2 separate regions of the Danio rerio genome follow, and region 2 is linked to region 1. Evidence: chromatin contacts called from public HiCAR-type data. All regions are on one chromosome and are shown on one strand. The core of a region is the stretch at or near the end of the contact, and the rest is flanking DNA. Distances in the headings are between cores, read along the strand shown.

Region 1 (6,492 bases), core at 36-2,535:
TGAATGAATGCTACAGTAGCATTGTAAACATAAAAATATGCATTATAAACCCAGTACTTGACGCTGTGTAGTATAGAAACTCTACTGTCTACTAGTGTTTTAGAAGTGTTATTGCTAAAGTATCAGAAATAATTCAGAAATATAGCTGCGAAATCGTGATATTTTTTTATCTAAGGTTATCATACTGTCAGAATCTTACACCGGCCCATGCCTAGTGTGCAATATAGATGTCTGAAATGTCTGTTTCATTTTTTATTTATTTATTTATTTTTTTGAACCATGATTTGTGCCTAAATATATTCCTAAACTGCTGCTTATTAATATTAGGAGATAGGGTTAGGTATTGGGTAGGATTAGAAATGTCAATAAAGATCATGGCAAATATGTTCTTTATACGTATTAATAAACTGCCATGATAATAAGTAGCTAGTTTTTATTTTATTTTTGTGAACATCATTTCATAACATAACTACATGTTTCCAGTGCCTCAATCAGCTGAAGTGCTGAACTGTTAATCAAAAATGTATTTCTAGCATGCTATTTATGTATTTTCTCCACAAAAAAAGAGCGAATGTCATTTTTATTTTCTTTTGAAGTAATGAACTGATAAAATCAGATTGCATTTAGATGGGATGCACTGTGAATAGGATAAATTCAGATATCAGGTCGCCTTTAATATTTTACTAACATCAGAATAGAGCAAATACCCGGTTGGCCTTGTTACCCACGAGTCCCCTTTTTTTCCGCAGAGCACGACAGCTGATTCTCTGCGTTCTGCTCTTTGATCACAAAGTCTTGCCTGATTTGTGTAGAGATGATCCTGCGGTTCATGTAAAAGATCAGGATTATTTTCCTGGCTGGAGGAATCATGTTTGAATTTTGTTTGAAGTGGTTCAATCAAGAGAGAAGAAGAAGAACATCTTGTGATATTTCCCCCCTTTGCGTGTTTTGATTATCCCATTGACTGTGAAAGGCATATTTGAGTGGCATTTTTAATTTGTGAGTTTTGCCAACGCTCTACGATGAGCAATATCAGATGGCCCGGGGTCTTTCGCGGATGTGCATGAGAACGATTCGAATCAGGGGGGGGGGCGAAATATACGTTGTTTGCTGCTAAAGCTTTGCTCTTTCAAGTCAAAATGGCTTTACCCCTTTCTTTATGTGCAATGACAGGAATTTGGTCATTCACTTTGAGGTCAAAAGGTGGGTCTATTAATGTCAGTCCTCTTTGAAGGTCTAAGTGATATACAAGCTGTTGTGACCCCCACAATAGATGGTTAAACTGGCAAACAAGTGTGTGTGTGTGTGTGTGTGTGGGTGTGTGTGTGTGGGTGTAAAACCATCCACCCATATAAAAGCGGGGTATATTCAGACAGATGGTTAACACTCCTCAATTGTATTTCCAAATGTGTTGAAAATCTGTTTTATTCACAAGTAAAGCATTCATTAGTTTTGCATTAGTTTACTCGCGTTGACACTTGGAGTCCCATATTATTTGAAACCATTCTCAATTCACATCAGAATATATTACGTAGGTGTGAATTGAAACGGAATGGGTAAAGGGACATGATTTTAGCAGTTGCAGTCACGCTTTAATGTCATTTAACACCTTTAAATGCTTTTTCTTTGACAGTGTTAAACAATGCGGCGCATTTAAAAGCCAGTTTCTATTTATTGATTTCATCAGTCACTGCACGCAGTCATTGAACTCCAGTTCACTTGTGCATTTGAAATGAGTTAAGATGACAGTTTGTGTTTTTTTTAATTTTTTTATTTATTTTAAGTTTATTGTTTAGATTTTTTTAAAGGGAGTTGTCTTATTTCTTGGTAACCTTGATTTCAAAATGCTTTATGCAAACTGTTGTTGTAGTGGCCTTGTTCTGTCATTGTCTTGCATGATCCTGTGCTGGAAACTAGTTATCAAATGTGACTGTTTGCTTTATTCAAATGCTGCAGACTTGGCAAAGACACTGGCTCCGTTCCAAATCTTTTGTAGGCAAGATTTTAAGGTATCATAGGTGAGCTCGCAACATGAAGGCTGTTCCAAAATGTAATTATGTTGTCTTCTAAAATGCTTGCTTATTGCCAAAAGCAGCATTCTTTTTAGAGAAGTACAATCCAGGAATGCATTTTGATTATTAATTATATATGAAAAAAAATTCATTTGTTTGATTATTATTATTATTATTATTATTATTATTATTATTATTATTATTATTATTATTATTAATAATAATATTATTATAGACTTTCACAATGTCAGGTTAGCAACATGCTAATGACAAACTGTTAAAGAGTATTATGACTACATTTATACAACATTCATAACATTAGAAATGTTGAAGTAACTGCAGCACTACTTAATATGTCACTTTTTGAATGTCAAACATAGACTTTTAATCCCCTGTTGATATACTGCCTGTTATCTCCTCTCATAGACATAGACCTTTTAATAGCATTGTCAGGTAAGCAACATGCTAATGACAAACTGTTAAAACGCATCTTGACTGTTTATACAACATTTATAACATTGTAAATGTTGAAGTAATTGCAGTCCTACTGTTTAAAAGATTGTCAAACATGGACTATTTATCACCTGTTGATATAGACATTATTTCCTCTCGCAGACATGGACCTTTAATATGACATTGTCAGGTTAGCAACATGCTAACTGTTAAAGAGCGATTTGACTACATTTTATAATATTTATAAATGTTGAAGTAATTGCAGTCCTACTTTTATGTCTGTTTTTGAATGACCAACATGGACTATTAATCACCTGTTGATGTATAGACCGTTATTTCTTCTAGCAGACATAGACCAGCATTGTCGGGTTAGCAACATGTTAAGGACAAACTGTTGAAGAGCAACTTGACTACATTTTTATACAGCATTTATACTATTATAAATGTTAAAGTAACTACAGTCCTGCTGTTTTAATGAATGAATAATGTGGACTATTAATAACTGTTAATATATAGATCGTTATTTCCTCTCGCAGACATAGACCTTTAATAATAGCATTTTCAGGTTAGCAACATGCTAATTGCAAACTTTTAAAGAGCAACTTGACTACGTTTATAACATTATACATGTTGAAGTAACTGCAGTCCTACTTTATATGTTAGTTTTTGAATGACAAACATGGTCTATTAATCACTGTTGATATATAGACCATTATTTCTTCTCACAGACAACTTTAATAGCATTGTCAGGTTAGCAACATGGTAATGACAAACTGTTTAAGAGCAAATTGACTACGTTTTACAACATCTATAACATTATAAATGTTAAAGTAATTGCAGTCCTACTGTTCAAATGAATGTCAAACATGGACTTAATCAGCTGTTGATATACAAACCATTATTTCCTCTCGCAGACATAGACCTTTCCTGCTAGTAATCAAATGGTTGAAGTTTTTTGCAGTGTGTTTAAGCGCATCTTTTTAACACTAATGCTCACAATAAGATAACAATATCGACTTTTATGACCACTAGATTTTTTTTTTTGTTGTTGTCAGTACAATTCGACACAAACAAATGCTGTAAATGTAGAATAGTTCTAAACATTGACTCACAGGAGTTTAATTAATTTACTATGATATCTTTTAAAAACACACATGTAATCAGCAAGGCAGCTCAAGATTTTGGAACAGCACCACATTTTTATTTTTATCTGGGATTTATCTTCGCCGCTTAAAAAAAAGAAAAAAAAATTGTAACTACACAACACAATTGCGCTGAGTGCAAAGTCTGTGATTGGTCAGCTTGGTAGCCATGACAAGTGTGGGTGGGGCTAACAGCTGGAGGAGCAGAGCGCTGTTTAACAAGTGTCAAGTCCTGCTTAGGAACTCAAGACAGTTGGATACTTGTGTTTAATTTATGATTTTAGTTGTTGAACGTTTTGCGGTTCTTGCCTCTTTCTTCTTTGATGGAATATTATCTAAGTTTGAGCAACTTCTCAGTTTCAAGCATTTCTGGCGACAACCCAAAACATCAGCAAATAAATTCAACAAAGTGGAGCATAGAAACCTCCACAAAAGTGTTGTTGCATAGCTACACAGACAGAACACAGAAGTATGAATCACAATGTGCAGGGGATGCACCATAGGGTAGAGCGATCAGTCAAAGAAAAAGTATAAATCAGTCTTAAGAACGCTGGAGAGGTTATCTTGGATTCCTCATCCTCAAGCAGAAGAGATGTATGTGGTCTGCCATGTCATTCCTGAAATTAACAGCATAGAAAGCTATTCGCATGAACCTTCCACAGCGGTGCTCAAGATTAAATGAACTGTGCCAAAACAGCAGCAGCATACTTGATCCATTCTGCTTCAGTGAGCCGAATACATTGTCTGCAAAAACGTAAGAGATCACAATAAGGCCATCACTCAAAATATGTCACATTAGTTGGCTGTGCTTTCATTTCTGTGACATAGTTGATATGATGGGTTATTTTCATTTTTTTTTTTTTCCAGGGAACATAGCCATGGTCATAGAACATGGTCGAGAAGGCAATGTTTTATACTATGATTTTGTTGGTGTAGGCATGTTTGTTCTTCTGGTACATTAGAGCTTTATTGCAATTGAGTGAAGATGGTGAAAATGTGCTGCATCTGAGGATTAAATATGGTTTTCATCGAATCTGGTTATCAAGATCGTGTGTATGTATTAGAGCTGCACGATTCTGGTTAAAATGAGAATCACGATTCTTTTGCTTAAAATTAAGATCATGATCCTGTAGATGTAAAATAAAGGTAATGTGTGAGCTATTATTTTTATTTCTCAAACATATGGTAAATAACAATAATATTAATATTGTGTGTAGCTCTACTGTTGGTTAAAATGCTCAGTTGTGAACAGACCTTATTAGAATTATTATGTGTGAGACATTTGCTTTGCTTATTAACAACATGATTACCTGTTATTCACAGCCTCTGCATGTTCTGTTATCTAAAGTAAACTTCATTCACAGGCACGCTCTGTGGTAACAGATCACGTCACGTATGATTTCGTGGTCGCGAACACATCATTGCATGAAGACAGAAATTAAATTTTTGGGTGAATTATACCTTGTAAATACAATATGTGACATTTTTAACACTATTTGGAGGTGTCCACATTGCTGAGCAATGTTTGTAAAACATCTTAAACTTTTGCGGCTGCCTTTGCTTCTCTCCTGACCTTGAAAATATGATTGGCAGAATCGTAGAAATGCTGGATTAAGACCGTCTATAGGGGTCGAATTGAGATCGCAATCTTTTTGTACAGCTCAAGTATGTATGTATGTATGTATGTATGGATGTTTGTTCAATTTCACCCTATAAAATCCAACATGCCAAATAATCATACTTTTCAATTTCAAATGACTAATTAAAATAAAATGTTGCAAATTTAAGGCCAAATGTTCCTAATAAAGGATATGCATTATGCAAGAGTCATGGCAATAACATGCCTCAACTCATTCACTGTCCATATAATTTTACTACCAATAAAATGGGGTTATTTTTCTTTTTTTTTTTAAATTAAGTATTATTTCAGTTGATATGGCGGAATAGTTGCCGGTTCATTCCACTGTAGCAACCCCTGATAAGGGACGAAACCTAAGGAAAATTAATAAATTAATTATTTGCTACGTTAAATAAAGTCTTACAAATTTTATTATAAAATATAATTAATTTTACTATAAATTCTAAAAATGATTTGCTTTAAATTTTTGGCACTGTTGATTTTTAGATTTTTGCCAAATAGATCCAGAATTTTTGACCTACAGTTTAAATTTTGGTGCCTCCCTAGTGTGCTTTTTTTTTTTTTTTAAAGTGTGTTTTCATATTCATATAAATAGAGTAGTAACATGAACATTGGGTTGGAACAGCAGTTTTTAGCTAACTTTTCAGTAGCAAACATTATTCTATTATTAAATGCTTTAAATACACCCACAACTTCAGTGCTGTGACTGTGCCGTGTGTTCTGGGGATGAGGGAGACTGGGGCAGGCCTGTGTGGTATATTCACTCATATAGATCATTGCCTTTCAGGCTGGTTAAAGAGATTTTCTCAACTCCAAATCCCCATCTTAGTTGGATTAAGCATTTTGGGGGAATGAACATTCCCAGTGATGGATGAGCATCGACCACAGAAATGCAATTATTCAGAATGTGAATTTGTCTAGCTCTGAAATGTAATCCAAGTAATAACTTGGCACCGTGCAAACTTGATTCTGCAAAATTAGAATAATTTCGCTTTCAGGCACCTTCGGTTCTGTTTACCCAACAGGCTCGTTGCTTGCTCTTTAAAAGACTGGAAGGTATTTACTTCAAGTAGTTGCTTCTTCTTTGCTAATATTTATTGTATACAGAAATCAACATTTGATTGCATTGTTTACTATGGCCAGAATCATTTTAATGTCTTTTTGCTGATTAGCTTATTGCCTTCGTCTGTTATTACCAAACAGGGATGCATTCTTATTTGAAGTGGACATTTGAAAGCCAAAAACC
Region 2 (6,594 bases), core at 2,676-5,175, 290 kb after region 1:
CTATAGACATAAAAAAGAACATTGTATAGAAATATATCTGTCTTTGTGTGAATGTGGTCTAAAGGTGGCAATGCAAGGTGTGAGTTCTGATATATCATATATATCATATATCAAGTTTAATATTGATACATGCCATGAATGTTTGTCAAAAATACAGCTTTTATCAGCATTGGGAAACAAGGATACCTAGTCACCCTGTAAATGTGTGTGAATAAAGCCTAGAAACTTCTCTGATGACCATATCATGCAAGACACGTCACACAGTTCAGTGAGTTCATATTGCTGATTGCTGAACTTTAGATGAATTAAACTTAAAACCACACACCGCACTTAAACTACGCACACTTTACAAATTCAAGCCAACAGCACCAGAACTTTTTTGACATGTTTAAAAAAAATCGGGAGCTCATAAGTCGCTTTACTCATAAATGGCTGAATGGCTGAAATAATAAGTTGTACTTCAAAAATATATTCTGAATGTAACTGGGAGCGAGTGTCAAGACCTAAGGACAGGTGTGATGCACTCTGATTTTCTGGTTCTGGTCAGAATCGTGGCAGCAGCAGCCGCGTTTTAAAGGAGGCCACTGTAGAGTCCCTTACAGTAATCCACCCTACTGGTCATAAAATCATGAACAAATTTCTCTAAGTCCTCAATGGAAACAAAGCATTTAATTCTTGCAATGTTTATAAGATGATAGCATGCAATACTTTTTTTGTAAAATTAGTAAAACATAAAGGGAGTGAGTCTGAGTCGTTGTTCAACATGACTTGCAAACACGTCTTAACAAACAGCTAGTGATACATCCATGAGACTACAATTCACATCCCACACGAAGTCGCACCATGTATGCGATGAGCGTTTTTCTCCTTCCGTTTGAAGCATTCAGACAACATCACTTTTAAATAGCCAGCAGGAAGCTCAGAGGTCAGTCTGGGCCCCAAAAGCCGTCGTCCCGAAGTGACATGTAATTGCTTCCACTGTCCACGCTGAGTGTCAAGCTCAAAGTGTGAGCAGCGCGGGGCGGTTTACGGATCCGCAGGCTTGTGCCGGCATTGTTTGCTGTTATGTGAAGTGGTTCTCCAAATGTCCGTCATTGTGATCTAGAGAGAGTCAACCAAGCGATCAGAAGCTGTCAGGAAAAAAAGAAAAAAAAAAAACACTTCTGGGACAGAGGCTTCGTCCTGTCGGGAAAGAGAGAAAGAGAGACAGTCATGGTCAGATAATAATGAAGACATCATGAGGGCTATAGAAAGTTGTCTGACTCTGTAAAGTCTTGAAAGTGTGTGGAGATTCTCACAGCACTAGGGGAGAAAGCCATTGATTCTGCCCCAGGTTTGCCTTATTGAGGCTGGCAGACCTGGTTTGAGGGTGGAATCCTAATGCCGCTCTGTCATTCAATTCAGGATCTCTGGAAGTGCGTCTGAGCCATTGTGCCCTGGATGTTTGATGGAGTACTCAACAGTTAAAGATTCATGAGAATGCATTATTCTGTTTTCTGCCTGTCTTTATAGTACTATTGAATCATCTTGAATACATTTTTTCCCTCTTTTTTTCTAGGCGAGTGTGAAGCTTCAGAAATAAATTTCTCTAAGTTAAATCTGTAAGTTACATATAGTAATACAAGTTAGGTAGCTATAAATTCTAATTAATGCCTTTTTAATTTTAGGAAGCCAGTTAGAAAGTTAAAGTAAATTAATAAAATAATTATTAGAATTATATTATATTATATTATTACAATTATATCCCAATTTGGCAGCACAGTGGCGCAGTGGGTAGCACAATCACCTCACAGCAAAAAGGTCACTGGTTTGAGCCCCAGCTGGGCTAGTTGGCATTTCTGTATGGAGTTTACATGTTCTCCCCGTGTTTGTGTGGGTTTTCCCTGGGTGCTTCGGTTTCCCCCACAGTACAAATACATGCGCTATAAGTGAACTGAATAAGCTAAAATGGCGTTAGTGTTTGTGTGTGAAAGAGCGTGTATGGGTGTTTCCCAGTGCTGAGTTGCGGCTGGATCCACTGCAAAAAAAACATATGCTGCATAGGTTGGTGGTTCATTCCTCTGTTGCGACCCCTGATTAATAAAGGGACTAAACCGAAAAAAAAATGAATGTATGAATACTATACAATCAGTGTCATATTCTCTCACCCCAACTCTACCCTTATTTTGCATTTTTACAGTGTACAAAATGCTTCGTTCTGTGTGAATTATGAGCTGTTTTCCTCATTAGGACCAAAAAAGTCTCTAAAAGGTCAGAATTTACTGGTATTGCTATAACTGTGGGCATATTTGGCCCCCACAATGTAAGGAATTGCCCCACAACCAACATATTTGGTCCCCATATTGTTAGAAATACAGGATAAACACACTCACAATATTTATTTTCAGATTCTGAACCAATTTCCAAAAGACCCTCTAAAAAAAGCAATCATGCAATCTAAAATCACGATAGATCTTAGTAATGTCTCAAATTATACTCAAATTGATTCTGAATTGGGCGTCACGGTGGTGCAGTGGGTAGCACAATCACCTCACAGCAAGAAGGTCGCTGGTTCGAGTCCCAGCTGGGCCAGTTGGCATTCCTGTGCAGTTTTGCATATTCTCCCCGTGTTGGCGTGGGTTTCCTCCGGGTGTTCCGGTTACCCCCACAGTCCAAAGACATGCGCTACAGGTGAATTGGGTAGGCTAAATTGACCATAGTGTAGAGCATGTGTGTAAATGAGTGTGTATGGGTAATTCCCAGTGCTGGGTTGCATATGGAGGGGCATCGGCTGCATAAAACATGCTGCATAAGTTGGCGGTTCATTTCGCTGTTGTGACCCATGATTAACAAAGGGACTAAGCCGATAAGAAAATGAATTAATGAGTACTGAATAATCTGCATGTGATATTCTCTCACCCCAATGCTACCCTTATTTTTCATTTTTACAAAATGCTTCATTCTGTGTGAATTATAAGCTATTTTCTTTATTAGGACCAAAAAAAAAAATTCTAAAGGTCAGAATTTACTGATATTGCTATAATTGTGAGCATATTAGGTCCCCACAATGTAAGGAATTGCCCCACAACCAAAACATTTGGTCCCCACAATGTTAGGAAAACAAGACACACACATCTTTTATGTACATTTTCTTACAGATTCTAAACCGGTTTCAAAAAGATCACCCAAAAATACAACACAAATCACAAACACATGAAAATATTTCTTTTTTAGTAGAAAATGGTGTTACACAATAGATCTCAGTAATGTCTAAAACTATGCCTGAATTACTTCTGAACTAAAAAGTCATAAATTTCAAAGTGAACTGCAATATTTTTTCATCAGATTCTTCCTGAGCTAACTGTTTTAATTTTATATTCGCACTCTGTCAAACTGAGCCTCATTTGTGCCTGTAATTTATCATAAAGAGTTTTATGAGAAACAGAGACAACGTTGATATTTCAGTGAAAGACCTCCATAAAATCTGGAGAGATCAACCACTGCGCAATAAAGCCTTCCTGGCTGCAAAAGCACTTTTATGTAAATCAATCAAACAAGCAAATCGATCAAACTCAGTATTCAGTATATGACAGCACAATCTCCTAGAAAGCCACGGAAGCACCAAATAAAATCTTGCAAAACAAGCTGGTGATCCATTAAACGGCAGAATTAAAAGTTATTTATGATACGGGTGTTCGAAAAAAAAAAGCCACAAGAGCTTTTCTTTTTTGCTTATTGTGTGCAGTGATATATTATATTTCTTGGACCGATTCCTTGTCTGCAATAACTCTGTCATCTGCCATATTTAGTAATTAAATCTAAGTGATGCACGTCTATACATAATTTGAATCGGTAGTCTAGTCGAGTTCTGACATGTGACTGGCTGTGGCCCATATGGTGCCACCCTGAACACTCTCACCCCCTGCTGGGCATCAGTCACACTGCATCACTTTTATGAGTTACCCTTGACAGGGGAATCGGTTGCCATGTTGACACTCGCTGCCAACGTTGACTGCTTTCGACACAAAACTAGAAGCCAATCATAAAGTCAGCAACAGCTGCCGCAGTCGTCATAACATATTTGCCCCAATTTTCCGCCAAAAAAACCCAGTGGCTTAACACCCACGAGCAGCTGCGCCGTTGGGTTACATGTGAGAATGTTTTCTTTGCTGGAATGCATTGAGTCTGATTGTTTTTGCTTGTGTTTTTTTGTATGAATTGTGACTCTAGGAGCACAAAACCATGTTTTAATGGGATATAGAACACCCAAAACTGTGTCTCAATGGGATATAGTTCAGCCAAAATGAAAATTCTTACAGAAGAACCCCAAAGAAGAAGATATTTAGAAGAAAAGGTCATAGACATCCAATAAGCACCAGTATACGCAAATTACACATATGACATACATATATATATATATATATATATATATATATAAATTTGAAGTCAGAATAATTAGCCCCCTGTTTTATTTTTTCCCCAATTTCTGTTAAACGAAGAGAAGATTTTTCCTCAACACTAAACTTATTTTATCTTTGCCATGATGACAGTAAATAATATTTGACTAGATATTTTTCAAGTCACTTCTATACAGCTTAAAGTGACATTGAAGGGCTTAACTAAGTTAATTTGGTTAACTAGGCCGTAGACTATTTACCACACTATGGACAATTTACCCAATTCACCTGAAGCACGTCTTAGGAATGTGGGGGAAAGGGGGAAACCCATGCAAACACGGGGAGATCATGCAAACTTTAAATAGATAGATAGATAGATAGATAGATAGATAGATAGATAGATAGATAGATAGAGAGAGAGAGAGAGAGAGAGAGAGAGAGAGAGAGAGAGAGAGAGAGAGAGAGAGAGAGAGAGACAGACAGATGGGTGGATGGATGGATGGATGGATGGACGGACGGACGGACAGACGGATGGATGGATGGATGGATGGATGGATGGATGGATGGATGATAGATAGATAGATGTAATAACTCATTCCTAATAACTGATTTATTTTATCTTTGCCATGATGACAGTAAATAATATTTGACTAGATATTTTTCAAGACACTTCTATACAGCTCAAAGTGACATTTAAAGGCTTAACTAGGGTAATTAGGTTAACTAGGCTGGTTAGGGTAATTTTGAAAGTACTGAAAAAACTACTGACAAACAATGCTTAAGGGGGCTTAAAATTTTATCCCTAAAATGGTTTAAAAAAATTCAAAACTGCTTTTATTCTAACCGAAAAAAAAAATAAAATAATCAGAATTTCTCCAGACGAAAAAATATTATCAGACATACTGTGAAAATTTCTTTGCTCTGTTAAACATCATTTGGGAAATATTTAAAAAAGAAAAAAAATCAAAAGGGGGCTAATAATTCTTACTTCAACTATATATATATAAAAATAGGGGAAAGTGTACTTCTATATTTTTTCTAATACTTGAATTCAATAACGGTGAACTCGGGTCAACTTTAAAGATGAATTTCCTCTGTATTTAGATTAGTACTTAATCAGCTTCCGGATGATGTCTAATATTGTGGTCACACATTAGTACTAATAATGACGTTTGTAGACAGACTTTGATGTTGGTTTGAGCAAACCTAGCCTGGAAGTTTTTAAATATTATTATAAATTTTTTATATCATGAAGTTTGAAACGATTAGTGTAGATAAGGGGTGTTCAAACTCTGTCCTGGAGGGCAGGTGTCCTGCAGATTTTAGCTCCAGCACACCTCAACCCACCTGCATGGATGTTTCTAGAAAGCCTAGCTACCCCAGATGTGTCTGATTGCCGATGTAACAAAACTTTGCAGGACACCGGCCCTCCAGGACAGAGTTTAGGCCCCCCGGGTATAGATAGATAAATACCTTGGTGGTTGCTGGCCAGTTGGAAAGATACAATTAGTAGTTGCTAGGGTGTTGCTAGGATATCCCTGATGGTTTCTATGGTGTTGCTAAGGAACTTTAAGGGTTGCTAGAAAGTTGTTAGGGTGCTGCTAACAGGCTAACATAGTTATAGTCCTCTTGAGGGAGCACCAAAGTTTTACATGGAAGCAAGTATCTTTCACCGAGCCCATATGATAATTCACTCATTCATTTTCATTCGGCTTAATCTTTCATATATCAGGGGTCACCACAGCAGAATGAACCACCAACTATTCCAGCATATGTTTTTACGCAGCGGATGACCTTCCAGCTGCAACCCACTTCTGGGAAACACCCATACAGTCTCATATTCACACACTCACTCGCACACTACAGCTAATTTAGTTCATTCTAATCACCTATAGCGCATGTCTTTTGACTGTGGGGGAAACCCACGTGAACAAGGGGAGAACATGCAAACTCCACACAGAAATGCCAACTGGCCCAGCTGGGACTCGAACCAGAGACCTTCTGGCTTTGAGACGACAATAAACACTGAGCCACCAAACCGCCCTCAATTGCTAATAATAGAAGTAATTATTTTAGCTAATTTTATATAATTGCATTCTCAAAACAACCCTAGATACTGTACTTTAGCTCAAGTTAACAGCCTCTAACAAGAAGCTATATTATTAGCTAATGGAGATCAGCGCACTGCAGTATAAGCTTTTGTGCTTTCAGTCTGGGT

Evidence for each region. HiCAR-type assays count read pairs that join an accessible place to other places.
Region 2: a HiCAR-type map of caudal fin shows a contact between it and region 1, with 8 times the contacts expected there. The contact joins two enhancer-like sites. A contact is called at or near these places in 2 of 18 Hi-C or Micro-C datasets (caudal fin and hematopoietic stem cells) and 3 of 4 datasets of contacts at active chromatin or transcription factors (caudal fin, embryo and gastrula embryo).

What each region holds. Positions count from the first base shown.
Region 1 is chr18:45,957,191-45,963,682 of GRCz12tu, forward strand. The region is part of intron 4 of nectin1b (nectin cell adhesion molecule 1b); the gene reads left to right. Among named protein-coding and RNA genes, the nearest start is that of nectin1b, 120 kb to the left of the region's middle. Within about 2 kb of position 1,286, at least 12 of the 62 cell types and tissues checked have an H3K27ac peak or open chromatin away from gene starts, as enhancers often do.
Region 2 is chr18:46,241,841-46,248,434 of GRCz12tu, forward strand. It overlaps a transcript of nectin1b not described here. Among named protein-coding and RNA genes, the nearest start is that of nectin1b, 410 kb to the left of the region's middle. Within about 2 kb of position 3,926, at least 5 of the 62 cell types and tissues checked have an H3K27ac peak or open chromatin away from gene starts, as enhancers often do.